4 separate regions of the Sus scrofa genome follow, and regions 2, 3 and 4 are each linked to region 1. The links are chromatin contacts, called in public HiChIP or PLAC-seq maps. All regions are on one chromosome and are shown on one strand. Each heading gives the region's core, a stretch centred on a gene start, on an enhancer-like site or on the middle of the called end of the contact. The rest is flanking DNA. Distances are from core to core; before and after follow the strand shown.

Evidence for each region. HiChIP or PLAC-seq counts read pairs in DNA pulled down with a chosen protein or histone mark.
Region 2: an H3K27ac HiChIP or PLAC-seq map of alveolar macrophages shows a contact between it and region 1. The contact joins two enhancer-like sites. A contact is called at or near these places in 1 of 5 promoter capture datasets (liver), 14 of 47 Hi-C or Micro-C datasets (alveolar macrophages, embryonic fibroblasts, epiblast stem cells and 9 more) and 2 of 2 datasets of contacts at active chromatin or transcription factors (alveolar macrophages and skeletal muscle).
Region 3: a contact with region 1 is called in an H3K27ac HiChIP or PLAC-seq map of alveolar macrophages. The contact joins two enhancer-like sites. A contact is called at or near these places in 2 of 47 Hi-C or Micro-C datasets (heart right ventricle and skeletal muscle) and 2 of 2 datasets of contacts at active chromatin or transcription factors (alveolar macrophages and skeletal muscle).
Region 4: a contact with region 1 is called in an H3K27ac HiChIP or PLAC-seq map of alveolar macrophages. The contact joins two enhancer-like sites. A contact is called at or near these places in 1 of 5 promoter capture datasets (liver), 1 of 47 Hi-C or Micro-C datasets (skeletal muscle) and 2 of 2 datasets of contacts at active chromatin or transcription factors (alveolar macrophages and skeletal muscle).

What each region holds. Positions count from the first base shown.
Region 1 is chr7:112,603,511-112,606,102 of Sscrofa11.1, forward strand. All of the region lies in intron 7 of RPS6KA5 (ribosomal protein S6 kinase alpha-5), which reads right to left. Among named protein-coding and RNA genes, the nearest start is that of TTC7B, 86 kb to the left of the region's middle. Within about 2 kb of position 1,286, at least 5 of the 83 cell types and tissues checked have an H3K27ac peak or open chromatin away from gene starts, as enhancers often do. A contact at or near this core is called in alveolar macrophages, where this site is marked.
Region 2 is chr7:112,853,357-112,855,948 of Sscrofa11.1, forward strand. The region is part of intron 16 of C7H14orf159 (UPF0317 protein C14orf159 homolog, mitochondrial); the gene reads left to right. Among named protein-coding and RNA genes, the nearest start is that of GPR68, 50 kb to the right of the region's middle. Within about 2 kb of position 1,310, at least 1 of the 83 cell types and tissues checked has an H3K27ac peak or open chromatin away from gene starts, as enhancers often do. A contact at or near this core is called in alveolar macrophages, where this site is marked.
Region 3 is chr7:112,809,221-112,811,812 of Sscrofa11.1, forward strand. The region is part of intron 2 of C7H14orf159 (UPF0317 protein C14orf159 homolog, mitochondrial); the gene reads left to right. Among named protein-coding and RNA genes, the nearest start is that of C7H14orf159, 57 kb to the left of the region's middle. Within about 2 kb of position 1,296, at least 16 of the 83 cell types and tissues checked have an H3K27ac peak or open chromatin away from gene starts, as enhancers often do. A contact at or near this core is called in alveolar macrophages, where this site is marked.
Region 4 is chr7:112,759,463-112,762,054 of Sscrofa11.1, forward strand. The region is part of intron 2 of C7H14orf159 (UPF0317 protein C14orf159 homolog, mitochondrial); the gene reads left to right. Among named protein-coding and RNA genes, the nearest start is that of C7H14orf159, 7.0 kb to the left of the region's middle. Within about 2 kb of position 1,304, at least 10 of the 83 cell types and tissues checked have an H3K27ac peak or open chromatin away from gene starts, as enhancers often do. A contact at or near this core is called in alveolar macrophages, where this site is marked.

The sequences.
Region 1 (2,592 bases), core at 36-2,535:
ACTGATGGACACCCAAGCTCAAATTTCATATAATTTTCACGTCACCAAATTTTGTCTGTCTTTTGACTTTTTTCAACCACTTAAGAATGTAAAGGAGTTCCTGGTGTGGCTCAGTGGGTTAAGCACCCATGAGGATGAGGGTTCGATCCCTCGCCTCGCTCAGTGGGTTAAGGATCCGGTGTTGCCACGAGCTGTGATGTAGGTCACTGACATGGCTTGGATCCCGCATTGCTGTGGCTGAGGCCATGGCTGGAAGCTGCAGCTCCAATTTGACCCCTAGCCTGGGCTGTGCCCTGGTGCAGTTGTTAAAAAGACCAAAAAAAAAAAAAAAAAAGAGAGAATGTAAAAACCATTCTTAGCTCCTAGGCAGCAGAATGGATCTGGCCTGTGGGCCCTAGTTTGCAGACCCCAACTTAAAGTACACAACTAGAGCTCTATTTAACCCATTATTTTGATAACACTTAAACCTGAATTTACAACATTATACTTATAACAGTACAATGAGTTGCATTACTAAAGAATATATATATGTCTGTATATATTTATATATATATATTTTCTCTTTTTTGGCTGCCCCAGGCCAGGGATCACATCTAACCCACAGTTGCAACCTATGCCACTAGCTGTGGCAACACCCAGATCCTTTAATACCTACTGTGCTGGGCTGGTGATTGAACCTGTGTCCTGGTTCCACAGAGATGCTCTGGACCCCAGTGCACCATAGTGGGAACTCCAATATTTTATTTCTTTCTTTTTTTCTTTTTTTTGGGGGGGCCACACCTGCAGCATTTGGAAGTTCCCAGGATAGGGGTTGAATCTGAGCTGCAGTGGCCAGGCTGCACCATAGCCACAGCAACATAGAATCTGCAGCTTGCAGCAATGCCATATCCCTAACCTGCTGAGCAAGGCCAGGGATGGAACCCACATCCTCATGGATACTAGTCTCATTCTTAACCCGCTGAGCCACAACAGGAACTCCAAAGCATATTTTATTGACAGATAATGAAGAACCAAATAAATATCGTTTGGCAGATACTTTGCAAATCTCTAAGGCAGAGAAAGTGAGACAGAAACAACCCTGGCGGAGATGATGAAAGAGCTGCAAACAAAACCTCTGCGTCCTGATGGGAGGGAACACCCAGCTACCCTGGTTTATGCAGCCCCGGGCACGGACAAGGCTCCTTCTGGAGGGGAGGCAGAAGACCTGAGGGGACACCTTCCTGCGTGGCAGAAACATACTCCCTGAAAGAGGAAGCTCGACGCAGAGGGAGTAGGAGCTAGTAGGAGGGGCCCAAGTAGGAAGTACACAGGCTACGTCCATGAAATAAAAATAAGAAACAGACTTGCAGGAAAGCCAAAGAGCAGTCATTCAAGCCCATAATGCTGACAATGTAATGCCTGCTCACAATGGCACCAAGGCACGAGGAATGTGGAAGTGATTTCAAACGAACAGTTAAGAGAACCCAAAAGGTTCACTCTAGATCAAACTACCTTCAAACACCTAAAGCGACGTCTGGGAGAAACAAAAGAATTCCTCTGGTCTTTAGAGGACGGGACCAGGATTGATGTGCAGAGGGGGCTGATTTCAGGTTTGTTTTTTTTTGGGGGGGACATTCTGTCTAGCTAAAGTTAAAAAATGGGAGTACTTCCTTGAAAATACCTTACACACAATGCTCTCTGTTCACTGATGGTACTTGGACAGAAAGGAGGTGACCGTCAGAGACAAGGATGATGGTCACCCAGGAGAAAGCCGTCATCCCATTCTACATTCTTATTACATTTTAATTTTTTTTTTTTTTAGGGCCACACCCGCGGCATAGGGAAGTTCCCAGGCTAGGGATCAAACTGGAGCTTCAACTGCCAGCCTACACCACAGCCACAGCAACATCAGATCCGAGCCATATCTGTGACCTACACCACAGCTCACGGCAATGCCAGATTCTTAACCCAGTGAGTGAGGCCAGGGATCGAACCTGCATCCTCATGGATACTAGCTGGGTTCATAACCTGCTGAGCCACAATGAGAACTCTATATTTTGAAATTTTTTTTTTGTTGTTGTTGTTGTTGTTGTTGCTATTTCTTGGGCCGCTCCCGCGGCATATGGAGGTTCCCAGGCTAGGGGTCTAATCGGAGCTGTAGCCACTGGCCTACGCCAGAGCCACAGCAACTCGGGATCCGAGCCGCATCTGCAACCTACACCACAGCTCACGGCAACGCCGGATCGTTAACCCACTGAGCAAGGGCAGGGACCGAACCCGCAACCTCATGGTTCCTAGTCGGATTCGTTAACCACTGCGCCACGACGGGAACTCCTATATTTTGAATTTTGATAACCAGAAAAACACATATGTCCCAGTTTTAGGCTACCTGTGGGCAACAGGCAATCAGATGACGTGGATAATCTATTATTTTGAAGCATCTCAAAGAAAAACTATAGAAAGTATACAGAGTTCGGGGAAGATCACAATAATTAAGGAACGCAAGAATTCAATTATCAGAAAGAGTGCTGGGTAATTAAGACATTTGGGGACAAGATAATGATACACTTATCTGAATGGTGCATATTTTATAAAGAAGAGACTATGGAAGAT
Region 2 (2,592 bases), core at 60-2,559, 250 kb after region 1:
AATGAAATCATTTCAAGGGTGGGAAGGGGACGTGTGTGACCAGTGCCTTTGGAAAAGGAAATAGAGAAGTGTCATTGTAGGAGTTCCCACTGTGGTTAAGCGGTAATGAGCCTGCCTAGTATCCATGAGGATAAAACCCATGAGGTGGGTTAAAGAATCTGGCTTTGCCATGAGCTGTGGTGTAGGTCAAAGATGTGGCTTGGATTCAGCATTGCTGTGGCTGTGGTGTAGGCTGGCGGCTACAGCTGGATTTGACCCCTGGACTGGGAACTTCCATATGCCACCAGTGCAGCCCTTAAAAGCAAAAAAAAAAAGAAAAAATTGTATTTCTTGTATAGTAATGGTAAGTACCTGTGTGTGTGTGTGTGTGTGTGTGTGTGTGTGTATTTTTTCCTGTGTGTCGTGGTCAGACATTCTGAAAAATACATCTTTATTGTATGTAGGGATGTTTTCCAGATCTTATAATTTTTTTTTTTTTTTTTTTTTTTGCTTTTTAGGGCCGCATCTGTGGCATATGGAGCTTCCCAGGCTGGGAAATTTAATCGGAGCTACAGCTGCCGGCCTATACCAGAGCCACAGCAACACTAGATCTGAGCTGCGTCTGTGACCTACACCACAGCTCACAGCAATGCCAGATCCTTAAGCCACTGAGCAAGGCCAGGGATTGAACCTGCAACCTCATAGTTCCTAGTCAGATTCATTTCTGCTGCGCCACAACAGGAACTCCAGATCTTATGACTCTTAATACAGTGTTTTGCAAACTTTTTTGACAACAATTCTCAGTAATACATTGTGCATTGTGAACTAGAACATGCATACATGTAGCTGAAACAGAAATTTCAAAAAACAATATTTACTCTTGCTATGTGCCATGTACTTGGATCATTCTATTCTATTCTATTTTTCAGAAAATGCTGACCTGGCCTAATAAGTTTGTTTCACAACCCACTAAGTGTCCACTTCAATTTTTTTTTTTTTCTTTTTAGGGCCGCATGCACAGCATATGGAGATTCCCAGGCTAGGGGTCGAATCAGAGCTACAGCTGCTGGCCTACACCAGAGCCACAGCAACGCAGGATCTGAGCTGGGTCTTCGACCTACACCACAGCTCACGGCAACGCCGGATCCTTAACCCACTGAGCAAGGCCAGGGATCGAACCCACAACCTTATGGTAACTAGTCAGATTCGTTTCCACTGAGCCACAACGGGAACTCCCACTTCAAGTTTTAAAACCCTGCGTTAATAGGCCCAGAGGGCACAGCTCTATTGCAGCTCCCAGCAGAACCCAGTGTTTAGAATGACTCTGAGTCACTGAGGAAAGTTCGATTGTGGATCCAATATGCTATTTAAAGCTACAAGAACATGTGTGGTGCCTAATAGAAGTGTTTATATTCTCCAAACAGTTGGCATTCAAACAAAGCTCTGGCAACTCAGGGGGAAACTAGAAAATCCTCTTGGGTGGGACCTCAGGTGCCATGTAACACAGGTGTGACTCTGTTGGCTGAGTGGAGGGAGGTGCGACAGACCCGACCGCGGGGAGAGAGGGTTCCGCTGTCTTTGGGAAGCTGCAGTAACTCTCCAGGGCGCACCTCCCAGGCCGGGATTCCTTCCCACTGCAGCCAGGCGGACTCGCACGGCCTCAAAGTCAACCTATCTCCCCAAGGTATGTAACCAGCACCCCCCACCCCTGCGGGAAAGGTCCAGAAATGGGGTTCTCTTTCCAGAAGAGAGGATGTATCCATCTCAGCTGGAGCTCTTGCTCTAAACTGCCTTTCCATCGCCCCTGAGGTCGGTCTAGAGGGAATTCAGGGTCAAAGTTCCTTCCGCTTCCTGATTCTGCTTCTCAGAAAAAGCAGCTGCTTTTCCCTTGACTGGGATTGGCCTCGGGAACCCATTCTAACACCTACTCAGGGGCCTGCCATCCAAGCATCCGTGGTGGTGCCACCTTCTCGCCCAACCAAAGGACAGGGACAGACATGGAGATCTTGCTTTCTAAAATATGTGTGGAGTTCCCGTCGTGGCGCAGTGGTTAACGAATCCGACTAGGAACTGTGAGGTTGCGGGTTCGGTCCCTGCCCTTGCTTAGTGGGTTAACGATCCGGCGTTGCCATGAGCTGTGGTGTAGGTTGCAGACGCGGCTCGGATCCTGCGTTGCTGTGGCTCTGGCGTAGGCCGGTGGCTACAGCTCCAATTAGACCCCTAGCCTGGGAACCTCCATATGCTGTGGGAGCGGCCCAAACAAATAGCAAAAAGACAATAAATAAATAAATAAATAAAATATGTGTAGGCAGAGCATTCAGAGTTAAGTTTTTTTTTTATTACTGTGATAAAATATGCATAACATAAATCTTACTATTTTAACCATTGTTTTCTTTTCATGACCACACCTGCGGCATATGGAAGTTCCTGGTCTAGGGGTTGAATCAGAGCCTCAGCCAGGGCAACACCAGATCTGACTCTTATCTGCAACCTGCACCGTAGCTTGTGGTAATGCTGGCTCCTTAACTGACTGACTGAGGCCAGGAGTCAAAACTGTATCCTCACAGACACTATGCTAGGTTCTTAACCTGCCAAGCCACAATGGGAATTCCT
Region 3 (2,592 bases), core at 46-2,545, 210 kb after region 1:
GTCCTCACTCTTCTGGCCTAATCATCCCCAGAGGCCCCACCACCTGATACCATCACACTGGGGGTTAGCATTTCAGTATGCGGCTTTGGGGGACACAGAAGCATTCAGTCCGCTGCAGTGACCATCCTCAAGCCAAACGCTGTGATCATGGGGAGGGCGTGTTTGGAGCAGTCACCTAGGTCTGAGATAGTGATTGACTGCCTTGCCAAGGGAGGGGCAGTCTTAACAATGTCTGGGCAGGTATTAATCTCTTAAGGCTGCTGCAACAAATCACACAGCTGGTGGCAAAAAACAGCAGAAATTTATCTCACCGTTCTGAGGAGCAGACATTCTAAATCAAGGTGTCAGCAGGGCCACACGCCCTCGGAAGACGCTAGGGCATGATTCCTCCTCGCCTCCTCCAGCTCCTTTGGCCCCAGGCAGTCCCCAGTGTCCCTTACTTTCTAGCTGCATTGCACCAACCCCTGCCTCCGTCTTCACATGACCGCCCCTAGTACAAGTGTCCGGTCTCTGTCTTCTCCTCGTACAAGGGCACCTGTCCCTGGAGTCAAGGCCCACTCGATTAATCCACAATGATCTCATCTCCAGATCTTTTGCTTAATTACATCTGTAAAGACCCCGTTTCCAAATCAGATCCCATTCACAGAGGCTGGAAGTTAGGACTTGGGCATATCTTTGGGGAGGTGGGGGTGTGTGTATAATTCAACCCATGACAGGGCAGAAAGAAAGGGATAGATAACCATGACATTCTGCCCCTAGACTTCCTACCATCCGCCATGCCCTCTTCCCATATAAACAATTTCCAAAATGCAACCCCCCCACCCCACCCCCGCCCCTGCAACATGGCACAGGCTGCCTGTGTAAAACCAAAGCTGGCAGGTGTGCTTTCTTCTTGATCAGGTCTGGATGTTGCTCTTAATAATCTGTCAACTGACAGCTTAATGATCAATTTAAACGCCCCCAGCATTTAATAATGGAGAGAAAGTAAGATACTTGGAATAAAAACCACCGGCGTTTAGTAAAGGGGAGAAGGGGAAACATCACTCATCCGACATCCCACGGAGGGGGATGGGCAAGGAGCCACTTCGTTATCTCCGGAAAGATGTGAGCTCCTCAATCAGCCAGGGGTGCCTGGGGTTCTGTTTCTAGAAGACGCTCCCTTGTCCATGGCCCTCCATGGGCGGCCTCAGAGAGACCGTGCCTTCCAGAAACTGTAAACTCTAGCAGGCCCCCTATTTGAGGACATGAGGGCTGATGTCTGGGTCTGGCCCCGGCGCTTAAGCAATCTCAGGCTGTGGTTTGCTGGACTGGGATGTGTCTGGCCTCTGACCCTCTTAAACCCTCAGACAATTGCTGGGAAGATAGCTTTCTGATAACTCCATGAGCTGCCTACCAGACCCAGAACCCAGACAAGTCATGCTCTGGAATCTGGACCCTGTCCTCCCCATGTCTAGCTCCTAACCACCGTCTCGGGGCTCTGGCCTCGCCTAGCCTTCATTTAGACTTTGTCCCTTTGGCCTCTGGCCTGGACACACTGGGTTGGAGGTCAGGGGAGGCAGGACTAATCTGGCCGCTTGCCTTCAGGTGCTTTCCCAGTGGACAGCCACCTACAGTGGGGGTAACAGCCACTTCAGTCAGGTAGGGGGTATCCAGCAGGAGCTGCTAGAGAGGGAGCCACCCTCTGCAAGGTCCCTCTCCTGTCTCCCTCTGTGTTTTTCCCTCTCCCAGCCTGTGCTTGCACCAGCTTTAGCCTGGAGCAGGGATTTGTCTGTTGCAATCCTTAAAGATGATTTTCTGGCTCTCAGCTCCGTTGAATTAAGTTGAATTACTGGCCACAGGCAGAAAGAGACTTTGTTTTCCCCTTTCCCTGCTTTTAGAAAGGCCAGCTGAAACTCGAGGTTGTCTTTTATTATGGAATATCACTAAAGGCTGAAGAAATGGTCAACACATCCCAGTAATCAGGTTTTTTGTTTTTTTTTTTTTTTTCTTAAAAAAAAGCCTCTAAAGTTACCTCACTGGGCATGTGGTTTGATTCACCAAATTCAACGGGAGAGTTTTTAGCGACTTTGCTCTTCTGAACAGATATTGCTTACTTCCTGGTCAGGGATGGGGGGGCTCCACACTGTCCTGCTCCCCACCACCACACAACCAACTTTGTATATTGGAGGCTCACAAACCCCACTCCTCATACAAAATTCGATGCTACTTAGGACACTTTTTTTTTTATAATTTTTTTATTTTCCCACTGTACAGCAAGGGGGTCAGGTTATCCTTACATGTATACATTACAATTACATTTTTTCCCCCAACCTTTCTTCTGTTGCAACATGAGTATCTAGACAAAGTTCTCAATGCTATTCAGCAGGATCTCCTTGTAAATCTATTCTAAGTTGTGTCTGATAAGCCCAAGCTCCCGATCCCTCCCACTCCCTCCCCCTCCCATCAGGCAGCCACAAGTCTCTTTTCCAAGTCCATGATTTTCTTTTCTGAGGAGATGTTCATTTGTGCTGGATATTAGATTCCAGTTATAAGTGATATCATATGGTATTTGTCTTTGTCTTTCTGGCTCATTTCACTCAGTATGAGATTCTC
Region 4 (2,592 bases), core at 54-2,553, 160 kb after region 1:
TTAAGGATCCCATTGGTCATGCAACAGGAGCCAGACACTCCCCATCTTTAGATTTAAGAGAATTAGGAGGGCCGTTCGCATCACGGCTCAACAGTAACCAACCTGACTTGTATCCATGAGGATGCAGATTTGATCCTGGCCTCGCTCCGTGGGTTAAGGATCTGGCATTGCCGTGAGCTGTGGAGTAGGTCGCAGACACAGCTCGGATCTGGCGTGGCTGTGGCTATGATGTAGGCCGGCAGCGGCAGCTCCGATTCGACCCCTAGCCTGGGAACTTCCATGTGCTGCAGGTGTGGCCCTAAAAAGACCCCCCCCCAAAAAAAATTAGGAAACTCCTGAAGCTTCCCACCTCATAATCCTCTTTATTTGGCTCTGTCAAAACACTCAGATGGGAGTTCCCGTCGTGGCGCAGTGGTGAACGAATCCGACTAGGAACCTTGAGGTTGCGGGTTCAGTCCCTGCCCTTGCCCAGTGGGTTAAAGATCCAGCGTTGCTGTGAGCTGTGGTGTAGGTTACACACGTGGCTCGGATCTGGCGTGGCTGTGGCTATGATGTAGGCCGGCAGCGGCAGCTCCAATTCGACCCCTAGCCTGGGAACCTCCATATGCCGCAGGAGCGGCCCAAGAAATAACAAAAAGACAAAAAAAAAAAAAAAAAAAAAAAGAAAAACACTCAGATGTATACGCAGATAAGAAAACCTTTCCAGAAGACAAAACTGACATTATCAGCATCTTGATTCTGTTCTTGACCCTGTAGTAACCTTCATACCCGACAGAGATCCAGTAAAGGGACGGAGACCAGCAGAATTAGGGAGTGTGAAATTCATGCTCGCAGAGGGCAGCCACCCCCACCAGATGGTCACTCTTCTCGAAAAGGATGCTGGGAAGCTGCACACACACCTGAGTTCACAACCAGGAAGAAAATTGGGGGGGGGGGACAGTAGCATTTAGACAGTTTTCTCCCTCTGCATTCTGGTGTCCCAACCAGAACCTCCAAAGCTGAGAAATGTAGCAGAGAAGGAACATTAGACTGAATCAAAGGATCTGGTCTTAGGTCTGGCCGGGCAGACCTGTGCCAACCAGCACATCGCTGGGAGAGACTGCAGAGGCCTGCACATCACAAATATATACAGTTAAAGATCGTAAAGACATTTTTACTCCTTTTCTTCTCACACACACACTCCCCCAAATCTTCCGGAAGCCACGAAAAACAAAACAAAGCAAAAAACACAGAAAAGGCCCCACTTTTGATGAAACAAGGAAACTCTCGAAACCTCAAACCACAAACCGTGAAATATTTCTGCCAAATACTGTAAAATCTGTACTGAAATTGGTGAAGTGCTGAGAGCCAACGTACACTGCCTCCAGCCTTGAGCCAGAAACTTATTTTCTTAGATGTTGCTGTCATTGTCCTGAAGGACCAAGTCATTCGATCCTTGGGTTGGCGTGGGGTTTCCCAAAGGCGATGGGGACCTTGTGTTACTGGGGCAAGAGGAGATACGTTTAGGTGGAATGTGAACAGTCATTTAATTATATTAAATAGCGTAAGGAAGAAGTGATTCATTTAGAGTTTGCACTCATTTGTGATTACATCAAGAAGAAAGTCTTGGTTTGGTGCCAATGGTCTTTAACTTCTTTCTAATTTGTACTAATCTCTCTTTCTAACCAGGAAAATATAGACCTCAGATCACTGTATCTACCTGGAACTTACTATCTGTTGTGTTGTCATGGCATTTATTTTAATATTTACCTCCTATTTACGGCAAGTAATATTGGCTTTTCATTTATGGGGGTGATATGCCCTCATTTTAAATAAGTAAACATTAGGAACTGATTCAAAGAAGAGTATTGGTTATAATAGAGGTGATATGCAGATGAGGCAAAAATTGCTGAAGTGGTACCCAAATGACTGAAAGTTGCATTTGACTAACAAGATCCAAGGATCCCAGAGGAGAAACAGGGAATGTTCTTACTGGAAACAAACAAACAAACAAACAGGATAATAGCAGAGAAGGTTGACATTAAGAGAAGTCAGGCTTATGTTTATTTGATGTTTGTTTGTTTATTTGTTTATTTCTGTTATATGTGAACTGACCTCCAAGCCAAAGGAATCTCCTGGAGATGAGAGGATGGAGGGGATGGAGAGGGAAATTGCTGGATTATTGCTCAGAGAGCCTAGACTGAGAGGCCCCTGCTGAGGGTCTCAGGAACCTCTTAAGCACCTGAACCTGAGACTCTAAGAGACATTCTTTCCTGGAGAGGAAATTAACAGATTTGAAAATACATCGAAGTAAAGCTATCAAGTGCCTCCGTGCACTTCTTCCTCTCTTCATATGCTATTCCTTACTACAAAGTTCCCCATCTTATTGGAGTTATTGCCAAATTATAAATTTGTTTTAGAAATCTCAAAGAGGAGGTTCAGGGGTATAAATAAGGAATGACACAGCAACAAAAGAGGCAGAGCTCCAGAAAGGGAAAGAATGGAAAGCCACTTTAGAATCAATCCAAAATAGAATGAACATAAATAAAAACACAATGACACACTATGAAAAGAACCAAAGAAATGTTTAAAATTATTCATAAATTTGAGAGC